Linked DNA regions of Mus musculus: region 1 is linked to region 2. The links are chromatin contacts, called in public HiChIP or PLAC-seq maps. All regions are on one chromosome and are shown on one strand. Each heading gives the region's core, a stretch centred on a gene start, on an enhancer-like site or on the middle of the called end of the contact. The rest is flanking DNA. Distances are from core to core; before and after follow the strand shown. Region 1 holds the start of Tmem54 (transmembrane protein 54). Region 2 has its middle 25 kb from the start of Rnf19b.

Region 1 (4,807 bases), core at 833-3,332, 72 kb after region 2:
CCTTGGTGCCCTGCACTGACAGAGACACACCATGTACTCCCACACCTGAGATTTGTCCCCAGCACAGCAGTGACCACAGGCACTCCTCAGGGCAGCCCTAGGAGGCAGACTCTGTCATCTGAGAGCTATTGGTAGGGTAGAGGTGGAGGGACATATTGGGGGGGGGGCTTCCTTTTTCAGCAAAAACAAGACATGAATAAATGTTTCTTATAAGGTTGCAACAATGTTTCGTGTAAGGTTGCAACAATGTGTAAGATTGCAAGAACCTATATGTAAAGCAAAGAGCAGACCGCCTCCCTGCCCTTCTTCAGGTCCTTACCAACATTACCACTCTGGTGCCCTGCTTCTATTAGGAACAGCTCCCACATCCACAAACATCATCACAGCCACATCTCTTGCAGGATAAAGACCCAAAAATAGAGTTTCTGGGCTACAATTATGAGCCTGTAGCCATTTGCAATAGGGCTAACAGCTGGCTAAGTGACCGCTAAAAGATGCCCATGGACATAACATTTAATGCCCACTAGGGAAGACGCCAGCTAATGGCTTAATGACCTGCCTCCATCTTCCCTTCCATCCATCCTGTCTCCTTATCCTTCGCCATTGCACAATGTCCCCTTCAGAAGTCAGCTGATAAGAAAGCCCACTTACCAACCCGCTGGGAATGACCAGAGCTGCCTGCCTGACCTGCGGTTGTCCTGCCCACAGCACCGGGGCTTCAGCTCCCTCCCCTGCTGCTAGAAGCTGAATGTGCTGATCCAGGTGACACAAGGCACACAGGAGGTGTCACTACAGGTGACACTATAGGCACACAGTCACCAGGCTCTGAGAACCTGTAGACATCAGGACAGCCTCGTCCATGGAGACTATGCTGATGGGCTACAGAACAGATCTGGTACAGAATAGACCAGTTACGCCTGCTGCAAAGACCTCGGTGGTCCAGGGAGGTGCTGTGCTTTGGCCAAGGCAGAATACTTGGCAGAGATGTGGCTGGGAGCGTTCCACCTGTTTATTCACCACTCTGGCTAAATGGTCCTATGTGAGTGTCCAGCTATCTGAACCCAAAGGAGGAGGACAGGACTTGTGTCTGCATCAGGGACACTATCACGAAGCAAGAGTCCATCTAACACTTGATATAACCCAATGCCAACTCGGCAGCCCCCACAATAGACATTCTAGGATCTCTGTGAGTTCAAGACCAGCCTGGTCTATACAGTGAGTTCCAGGACAGTTAGGACTACATAGTACATAGTGAGGCTCTGTCGTGTGTGTGTGTGTGTGTGTGTGTGTGTGTGTGTGTGTGTGTGTGTGTGTGCGCGCGCGCGCCCCTCTGTATGTGTGTGCCTCTGTGTGTGTACCTCTGTGTGTGTGTGAGAGAGAGAGAGAGATGTTTGTGCTGTAGTATGTCAGTGCCATATTCTGCTCCAGTGGAAATCGGAGGACAACTTTCAGGAGTCGGTTCTCTCCTTTCCATGTGGGTCCCAGGGATGGAACTGGGGCTATCAGGCTATCGGGTTATAGGGTTAAGGGACTTTACTGGCTGAGCCATCTCATTGATCCCTACAATTTATTTATTTATCTATCTATTTATTAATTTATTTAATAGCTGCATTTCCTTATATCAGGAAACAAGAATTATTACCCTTGATTTTCCAAGGAGCAAACAGATCACCCCACCACCGCCAAGACCGAAAGGAAAAGCACCTTGCTCAACATGGAAGACCTGACTGAGACCAGGAGGCACCTCCGCCAGAAAAAGGAAGACCCAGCGAGGGAAAGCGATTGTTCTGAAGTCACACAGTAGATTAAAAAAGCAGACCCCTGGTTGCTCCTGCTCACTCCCAGCTTCCATCCTGGCCCATGTGCCCGTGTCTTGTTCACCACCACCACCACCACCATCACCACCATCCGGGGTCGCGCTCACATGCTAACACCACCAGCTCCCAGCACGGCCGATGGAGACCCCTTAGAGCCTCAATGTCCATCGGTGGAATGGGCGTGCGAGGAGGAACGAGGGCGGCCTGGCGCCGGGCGCCTGGCTCAGCAGCAGGGGCGTGGCCGTGACTCAGCCGCACAGTCCCGGGGTCGCCCAGCCGGTCCGACCGGCCTCGGCAACGCGCGCAGGACGCCGGGCTGGGCGACTGAGGGGTGCAGGGAAGGGAGCCGCCAGGAGCCTGCTTGGGCGGGAAGAGGAGCGCAGGCCGCGGAGGAGAAGGATGGAAGCGAGACCCCGCTGAGACCAGCGCGGGGCCACTGGCCGGGATCAACATGTGTCTGCGCATAGGTGAGCTGGGGCAAACGGGAGACCCACTCCTGGGGGGACCCCAACCCGAAGTCAAGCCGCCTGCTTCACCCAACCCTGCTTCACGTACTGGCCTGCTTCAGGTCACTTTCCTCTCAAGCCTAAGTTTCCTTAGAAGCGGGGTGACAAGCGGCTGGGTTTTATTTCCTTTATGCAAGTGCTCTACCACTGAGCTACACACCAGCCTAAACATTTCGAGGCTCAGGGACTAGCCCAGAGCTCAGTACTTAGCTCACTCTAACTTAGAACTTAGAACTCCTTCCGCCACGACCAGCAGCTGGGGGCTCCAGGTTTGTGGCACTGAGGCCCAGCTCTGAGTAAGCCTGGTTTTGGTGGGGCCAGTGGCACCCCCAGCTCCTGGCCCTATTTTCCTTTCTAAGGGGCAAGGCTAGATAGGCTTCGGGATCCGCCGGTAGGGGAAGAGATGCTGAGAGATGAAGAGATGGGGATGTGGATGTAGGGTCCAGGATCCCGGCTCCTTAGCATTACAAAGATGCCATTTCCATACCTTCCTCTCATCCAGCCAAGCTGGAGGGAAAGGCCAGTCAGCCAGCATCTTGACAGAGTAGACTGGTGCGCCCCTCCCCCACGCCCTGGGCAAACTCTGCTGTTTGGGATCTAAGGGGTTCCGTTCCCACTCTCCAGCACACACATCTTTCGAGCCATGCCTATTTCTCCTTGGTAAAATGAAGACCGTTGCACCCACCTCTTGACCAGGATGAAGTTCCGGTCTGCTAATAAACGCTTAGCACTACACCAGCCACTTGCCCAGTGTTCCCAGCATGAGAACGAAGAACCAAAACCAGCCTAGGGCGCTCTGACTAAAGCAAGCAACCCTAGCCTTCTTGTCTGACCAAAGCCTTGGTCCAGAGATGCTGCTGTTTCTTGAGCCCAGCCAAAGCCCAGTAGTGGCTGGCTGATGGGTAGGTGGATGGGGTGGGTGGACAGGGTGGGACCCAGGAGGCCCCTGGAACAAGGCTGCAATTCCTCTTCCTGTTTGGCCAGCTGTTCATCTTCACAAGGCCATTCCAGTTCCTCGTGCCTTTCCAGTCCATGGTCTGTCCTCTGCTGAGATGACAGTCCCAGGGCCTGCAAGCTAAAGGAGAGCTCGGAGAGCAGTTAGGGGAACCTCACCTGGCTCTATGCAGAAAAAATCCGGGGTTACCTCTGAACAGGACAGGCTGGTACCAGGTCCACAGTGAGTCTGTAACAGGCTCCTCCTTGCTCCTCAAAGCTCTTCCTCCCGTCTCTCTCTCTCTCCCTCCCTCTCTCTCTCTCTCTCTCTCTCTCTCTCTCTCTCTCTCTCTGTGTGTTACTGAGTTTAATTAGGGTTGCTTACAATAATTTTTCTTTTTTTCGGTGGCGGGGGGGGGGCTGTTACTGCAACATAGGCGACTTACCAGTGGCTACACCACCAAAATAAACAAATAATTATTTTATTTTATTTTATTTTTTTTAGGCAGAGTCTCACTCTGTAACTAAGTTGGTCCTGACTTTGCAACAATCCTCCTGCTTCAGTCTCCTAAATACAGGATTATGAGTCCTCTTGGCCTCCTTGGCCCCTGCAATTGCCCAGAGAATGTCCACTTAATGATTCTTTAGCCGTTTCTTGTTTTCATTCACGTATAGGGAACAGGGCTAAATTTCTCTGCCGCACGTGGAGGGTCTCAAAGTCAGAGCCTATTGGGAGCAGGACCGGAAGGAAGGGCTCTGCTTAACTGAGGGCCAACCACACTCTTGCAGTTTCTCAGAGCTGGCTAAACTCAGAGCCCAGGGTGGGGGCAGGCATCCAGGTGGCATGGCCAAGAGCCATGTGTGATGTTGGAGCAGAGAGCATTTCAGGGGAGGAGGGCTTCCTGCTATGTGAACGGGATAGGACTTGGCCACTCAGAAAGTGTGGTTGTTGCCAAAGTCCCTCCTGGTCCCAACCCCAGTTAAGCACAGCCTGCACTGGGTCCCCGATTTCCTGTTCACCCATGGACTTTGTCCACACTGAGAAACAAGGGCTCTTTTCCTCTCCAGGAAGAGAAGCAGAGTCTAGACGGCTCTCGATAGCTCCACTTAGCAGCTGCACATTAAGTACTGTGTGTGCCAGGCTCCATCTACCGAACTGACTGCTGAGCAAGGCCTGACTCCTGCCCAGTGCACTGCAGGCTCCTCGGGGCCTGGACAGTATATACTGGGCTCACGGCTCTCCTAGTGCATGGCATGGGACAGGTGTACAGAGCGCTTTTATATATGGAGCAGTTGAGTGGATGACTGGGTGGCTGGGAGACTCAGTGATCACTGCTACTCAGAACACAAGAGTTAACAAGGACAGTTGTGTGGATCTCCTGTGCGTTTTTCCAATTTCACACTAAGCACCAACCGTGAAGCTTTTAGAGAAACAGGGGAGGCTCAGATGTCCTACACCACCCAGCAGGAGGCGCCTCACCCCGATCCCGACCTGTGTCCCCCGCAGGTAGCCTGAATGTGGATGAGTTCCGGAAGGTGCTGATGAAGACG
Region 2 (4,853 bases), core at 1,954-4,453:
GACCTCAGCTACCCAGCATCAGTGACCCCAGCTACCCAGCATCAGTGACCCCGGCTACCCAGCATCAGTGACCCCGGCTACCCAGCATCAGTGACCCCGGCTACCCAGCATCAGTGACCCCAGCTTCCCAGCATCAGTGACCCCAGCTTCCCAGCATCAGTGGCCCCAGCTACCCAGCATCAGTGACCCCAGCTTCCCAGCATCAGTGGCCCCGGCTACCCAGCATCAGTGACCCCAGCTACCCAGCATCAGTGACCCCGGCTACCTAGCATCAGTGACCCCGGCTACCCAGCATCAGTGACCCCAGCGAAGCAAAGGTTTCACTTCAGCAGAGCTGGTCTCCTGTTAATCATGACTTTTTTTTTCAACCTCAGGTGACCAAAACCACAAACTCTTCATTCAAAACATCATACAAGAGTCTTTAAGGGAATCTGGGTGGTGGTACACACCTTTAATCCTAGCACTTGGGAGACCCAGAAAGGCAGATCTCTGTGAGTTCAAGGCCAGCCTGGTCTACAGACAGAGTGAGTTCTAGGATAGCCAGGGCTCCCCAGAGAAACCCTATCTCTGAAAGGGAGAAAGAAAGAAAAAAGAAAGAAAGAGAGAGGGGGAGGGAGGGAGGGAGAGAGGGAGAGAGGGAGGGAGGGAGGGAGGGAGGAAGGGAGGAAGGAAGGAAGGAAGGAAGGAAGGAAGGAAGGAAGGAAGGAAGGAAGGAAGGAAAAGAAAGAAGGAAAAGAAAGAAGGAAGGACAAAAAAACAAACAAAAACAAAACAAAAACAGTACTCATGTTTAGATCTGTGGTTACTTTGTCCCTTCCCCACCAGTCTGAAACCCCTAAGGACAAAGATGTCCACTTGTGTGTCTCCAGTGTCAGCACAAGGCTGACCATACAAAGTATCCCAAGGTGTTTCTCACAGTTGGGGGTACACGTGAGGGCCACAAAGGGTGACTTTCAGAGAACAGTCTTCAGGACTAGGGGGCTTGTGTACATGTGCGAGATGTTGCTGAGGACGCTCTACTCAGAGTTGCTGACTCTGGCTCTTGGGTACACGGACGCAACCTCTGATTTAGAGAACCCCAGAAGAGGAGTGTGTCAGACCGGAAGATAAGGGCACTGGGAACCTGAACTCATGAATGAAAGTCTGGAGACGAGAGCAGGAGAGCTTGAGGAAGAACTGAATGCCAGTGGCAAAGAATTCTGGGTGAAAGCTGGGGCTGGTTTGTCCTTGGGGACAATGGAAATGCCATAGGCCATATGGGGATTATTCTAAAGGTTTCTTCCAGTAACATGTTGGGGTTGTACATCTCTAATTTCTCAGTGTGTACAGAGACATGAGGCTAACCCATCCATACATTCGTGTCTATTTCTCCTCCCACTTTTTTTTTAAACAGAGTTTATGCTTGTAGTCCAGGTTAGATTCTACATTGCCATCTTCCTACTGTAACCTCCCAAGTGCTGGGAGTTCAGGCCTGGGTCCTCACATCTGGCTAGCGTCCACTTTTCTGTTCAATAAAATCTTTATGCTCATCACTCATTTAAACTTAGTGACCCCATAAGTGGGAAAGGGTGAGACACCTATTGGACAAACAGAGAAACTAAAAGCAGAGAGGTGAAGGGGACCCGCCATGGCCACAGCTCAAGAGCAGGTCAGAGGCCTGAGATCCTTGAAGAGCTCATACCTCTTCTCTTTTACAGAGAAAGGAAAGGGGACCGATGGGGAATGGCCCTACTTAGCTGATGAGGAAGTACGTGCAGAAGGCTCTCTAAGCCTCAGTGAGCAGCCACTGAGTCCTCCAACCGTCCTCGGTAATGCTTCCTCTCTAGACAGAACCGTCCAACAGCCCAGGGTTTACAAAATAGCTTGCCTTAGCCACAGCATCTTGGGCTCAATATTATTACCACTCCAGAGCATCTGTCACTCCCCCAGAAAGGGAAAGGACCTCCCATGACACCCAGCAAACCAGGAGCTTACAGCAAGAGCCATCTCCCTGCATCTTACCTCAGAACAGCAAAGCAGAGTGGTCTGCCTGATAGCACCCATCTCTGAATGCAAAACTACCTTGGGAGGGGCAGGTTCCCTGGCCAAAGATGGCAAGCAGCTGGTATGAGGCCTCACCAGGTCAGCTACGTTGTTGTTCTAACATGGCCCCAAGTGAAACCTGGACTGAACACCAGGTACTTTCTCATGGAGGTGGGGGTGGAGCAGCTACAGTGTCTGCCCCCACATCCCACTATGAGAACACGGTAGGAGTTGGGGGTTTCCACTCAGATCCTAGCAAGTTGCTCCATCATTCTGTCTGACCACAACCACTTCCTCCTCTAAAAACTCCCTTCCCGCAGGCCCTGACACCAGCCAGGCCCTCAGCGAAGAGAATCCCCCCCACGATCTGGTTTGTTAGCTGTGGCCAAACCAGGCTCAGGAATGTCACAGAAGGTCCCATCTGACTTCAAGTTGTGGTATGGAGGGTGGAAGAAAGAGCTGGCTCTGAAGCCATTTAGCCTTTTCTAGGGGGAGGACACACTGTTCTCATCCTGCAGTGCACCTCCTAAACAGAGGCCTTAGTCCCCAGGGATGGGAGCAGCTGTCATCCCTGGTCATTTTATAGGTAAGGAAGCTGAAGCTGGAGCCGAATTCAGGGTAACCCCAGTTTTTCTCAACGAGTTCTCTGTTCCTCTCAGAGACCTGCTCAGTGAACTTAAAATAGTCCAGAGCGTCAAGTTGTTTGTTTTGCTTTTGCTTTGGGGACTTTTTGGAGGTTGCCTGGGAGAAAGTGAAGATGCTGCCTAAGCAATCAAAAAGAGGAAGAGACAGCCCCTCCACCCCATTTCCAGGTCCAGAAACAGATAAGACCACACAGCAAGCAAGCGAAGGTCTGGGTTAGAGCTCGCCGAAAGCACTGTCGGGCTTGGACCCAGCCAGACTGCTGCCTCCAGTCAACACTATTTTTAGTCAGCCTTGGACTGGAGTCTGGCCAGTGATCGCTCCACAGGTGGGGCTGCAGACGGAGAACTGCATTCCAAAGTCAGACTTCAACTGATTCAGTCAGTGTGTCAGGCTTGGGGTGGAGGCATCCCTCACTCTGGCTGTTTCCACTCCTCCAGCCCCGCCCTGCTCCACCACGCCCCCTGTACTCCCTCCTTCCCGGGCTTCCGGAGGCCTCGTCTCTAGGTACTGTAACCAGAGAGCTAGGCCTACCTGTCCCAAGATGTCAGAGAGCCTTGTCTGCTATGACAAAGCCTGTTAAAGGAGGTAGGGCCCTCTCTGTAGTAGGAGGGGCCGGGGTGGGGGGTGGTTCTATCGAATGACATCATCCGCAGGTCCTCCTCACCCAGCCTGCCAGCCCTTCAGTCACAGTCAGTCTCCCAAATGTTCATTCCTTTCTTCTACAACCCATTATCCAATGCTTGCTTCCTTGCTCGCTCGCTCCACACTTCTCAGCAGCCATAGTAGGTCACGCGCACCTTGTTAGATACCGGGAGCAGAGAAATGAACAAGATGGTATGTGGCCCTTACCCTGGAAGAGCTTCCAGTAGCAGGGCATAAAATGGTTAGTGACGGTCACTACTCAACATGCAGACACCAGACACATGCTGCAAGACAGAGGGAGGAGAAGGAACAGGGTAGCGAGATGCAGAACAAGGCCAGGTAGGTTACCTCTGACCAGATTAGAGCGAGTAGCAGTCAGCCAGGGCAAGTTCTTGCCCCCACTCTGAGCTTTTTGCAGACCCTGACTGCAAGATTAGTTTCCATTATTTCCATCTTTGCCACAGTCCTGGGAAACAGTGATTGTCACCCCCATTATACAGGTGACCAAACTGAGGCTCCAAGACACTAAACGGATTGTGACATAACCAGGAAGTACAGAAGCCAGACCTAAATCCAAGTCTACAGACAAGGGGAGGGATAAGTTTCCACTGTTAAACCCTTTATGTGGATTATATCCGGAGGCATTAGAATTTGAACTTATCCTTTTATTACATTGGTTTTATTTTTGTTGTTTTTGTTTTTTTGTTTGTTTGTTTGTTTGTTTGTTTGTTTTTTTTTTTTTTAAGACAGGGTTTCTCTGTGTAGCTCTAGCTGTCCTGAAACTCACTTTGTAGACCAGGCTGGCCTTGAACTCAGAAATCTGCCTGCCTCTGCCTCCCTAGTGCTGGGATTAAAGGTGTGTGCCACCACGCCCGGCTATTACATTGGTTTCATTTTCTCCGGTTTTTCTTCCACAAGAAAATTGAAAATTTTTAAGTGTAGGGAGGTTTTGTTTGTTTGTTCCTTTGTTTGAGGAGTTTTTTGCTTTTAAGTCAGGAAAAAAAAAGTATAATGTCCATTACTAGTTAGTTTTACTTTTCTTTAGTGTTTTCCTAACTTACTATATCAAGCATGGTTTTTGGTTTTTGTTCTTTTGTGGCGTGGGGTGGGGGGGCATTGTTTTGTTTTGTTGGTGATGGTTTTGTTTTTGTTTTTGAGACAAGGCCCAGGCTGACCTCAGACCTGAGACCCTCCTGCCCCCAGTTTCCTGAATTCTAGGTAGTCGGCACCACACTTAGCAGGCCAGCTCAGTCTTATAATTCGAAAGTGGTGTTATTTTTAAGAAATAAGCCCTACGAGTCAAAGTAGGACAGGGTGATCCAGTCCCCCGAAGCATCTGCAGTTCCTGAGAAAAAGGCCCCGGGGTTTTGGTTGACCTCAGACCAGATTGAGTCAGCAGGGTGAAGTGTTGCCAAAACCACCCGGCAAACAGAAATGCTTCTTGCTCCTCAGCGAGCAGCTCCTCCCCCAGCAAGCAGCACCTCCCTACACCTCAGCCGAGCCAAGGCTTCATTTGAAGCTCAGTATGCAGGAAAGTTGCCTCA

What was found. HiChIP or PLAC-seq counts read pairs in DNA pulled down with a chosen protein or histone mark.
Region 1: an HNF4G HiChIP or PLAC-seq map of pancreatic cancer cells shows a contact between it and region 2. The contact joins the promoter of Tmem54 here to the enhancer-like site in region 2. A contact is called at or near these places in 1 of 39 promoter capture datasets (hippocampal neurons), 3 of 484 Hi-C or Micro-C datasets (embryonic stem cells and nephron progenitors), 4 of 115 datasets of contacts at active chromatin or transcription factors (embryonic stem cells and pancreatic cancer cells) and 3 of 9 other capture datasets (adipose tissue, liver and pancreatic islet).

Annotation. Positions count from the first base shown.
Region 1 is chr4:129,103,448-129,108,254 of GRCm38.p6, forward strand. It overlaps Tmem54 (transmembrane protein 54), which reads left to right and starts at 2,083. Exons shown (of 6, transcript NM_025452.4): 1 at 2,083-2,284; 2 at 4,764-4,807. The coding sequence starts at 2,269.
Region 2 is chr4:129,030,563-129,035,415 of GRCm38.p6, forward strand. No RefSeq gene overlaps it. Among named protein-coding and RNA genes, the nearest start is that of Rnf19b, 25 kb to the right of the region's middle. Within about 2 kb of position 3,204, at least 304 of the 459 cell types and tissues checked have an H3K27ac peak or open chromatin away from gene starts, as enhancers often do. A contact at or near this core is called in adipose tissue, liver, nephron progenitors and 2 more, where this site is marked.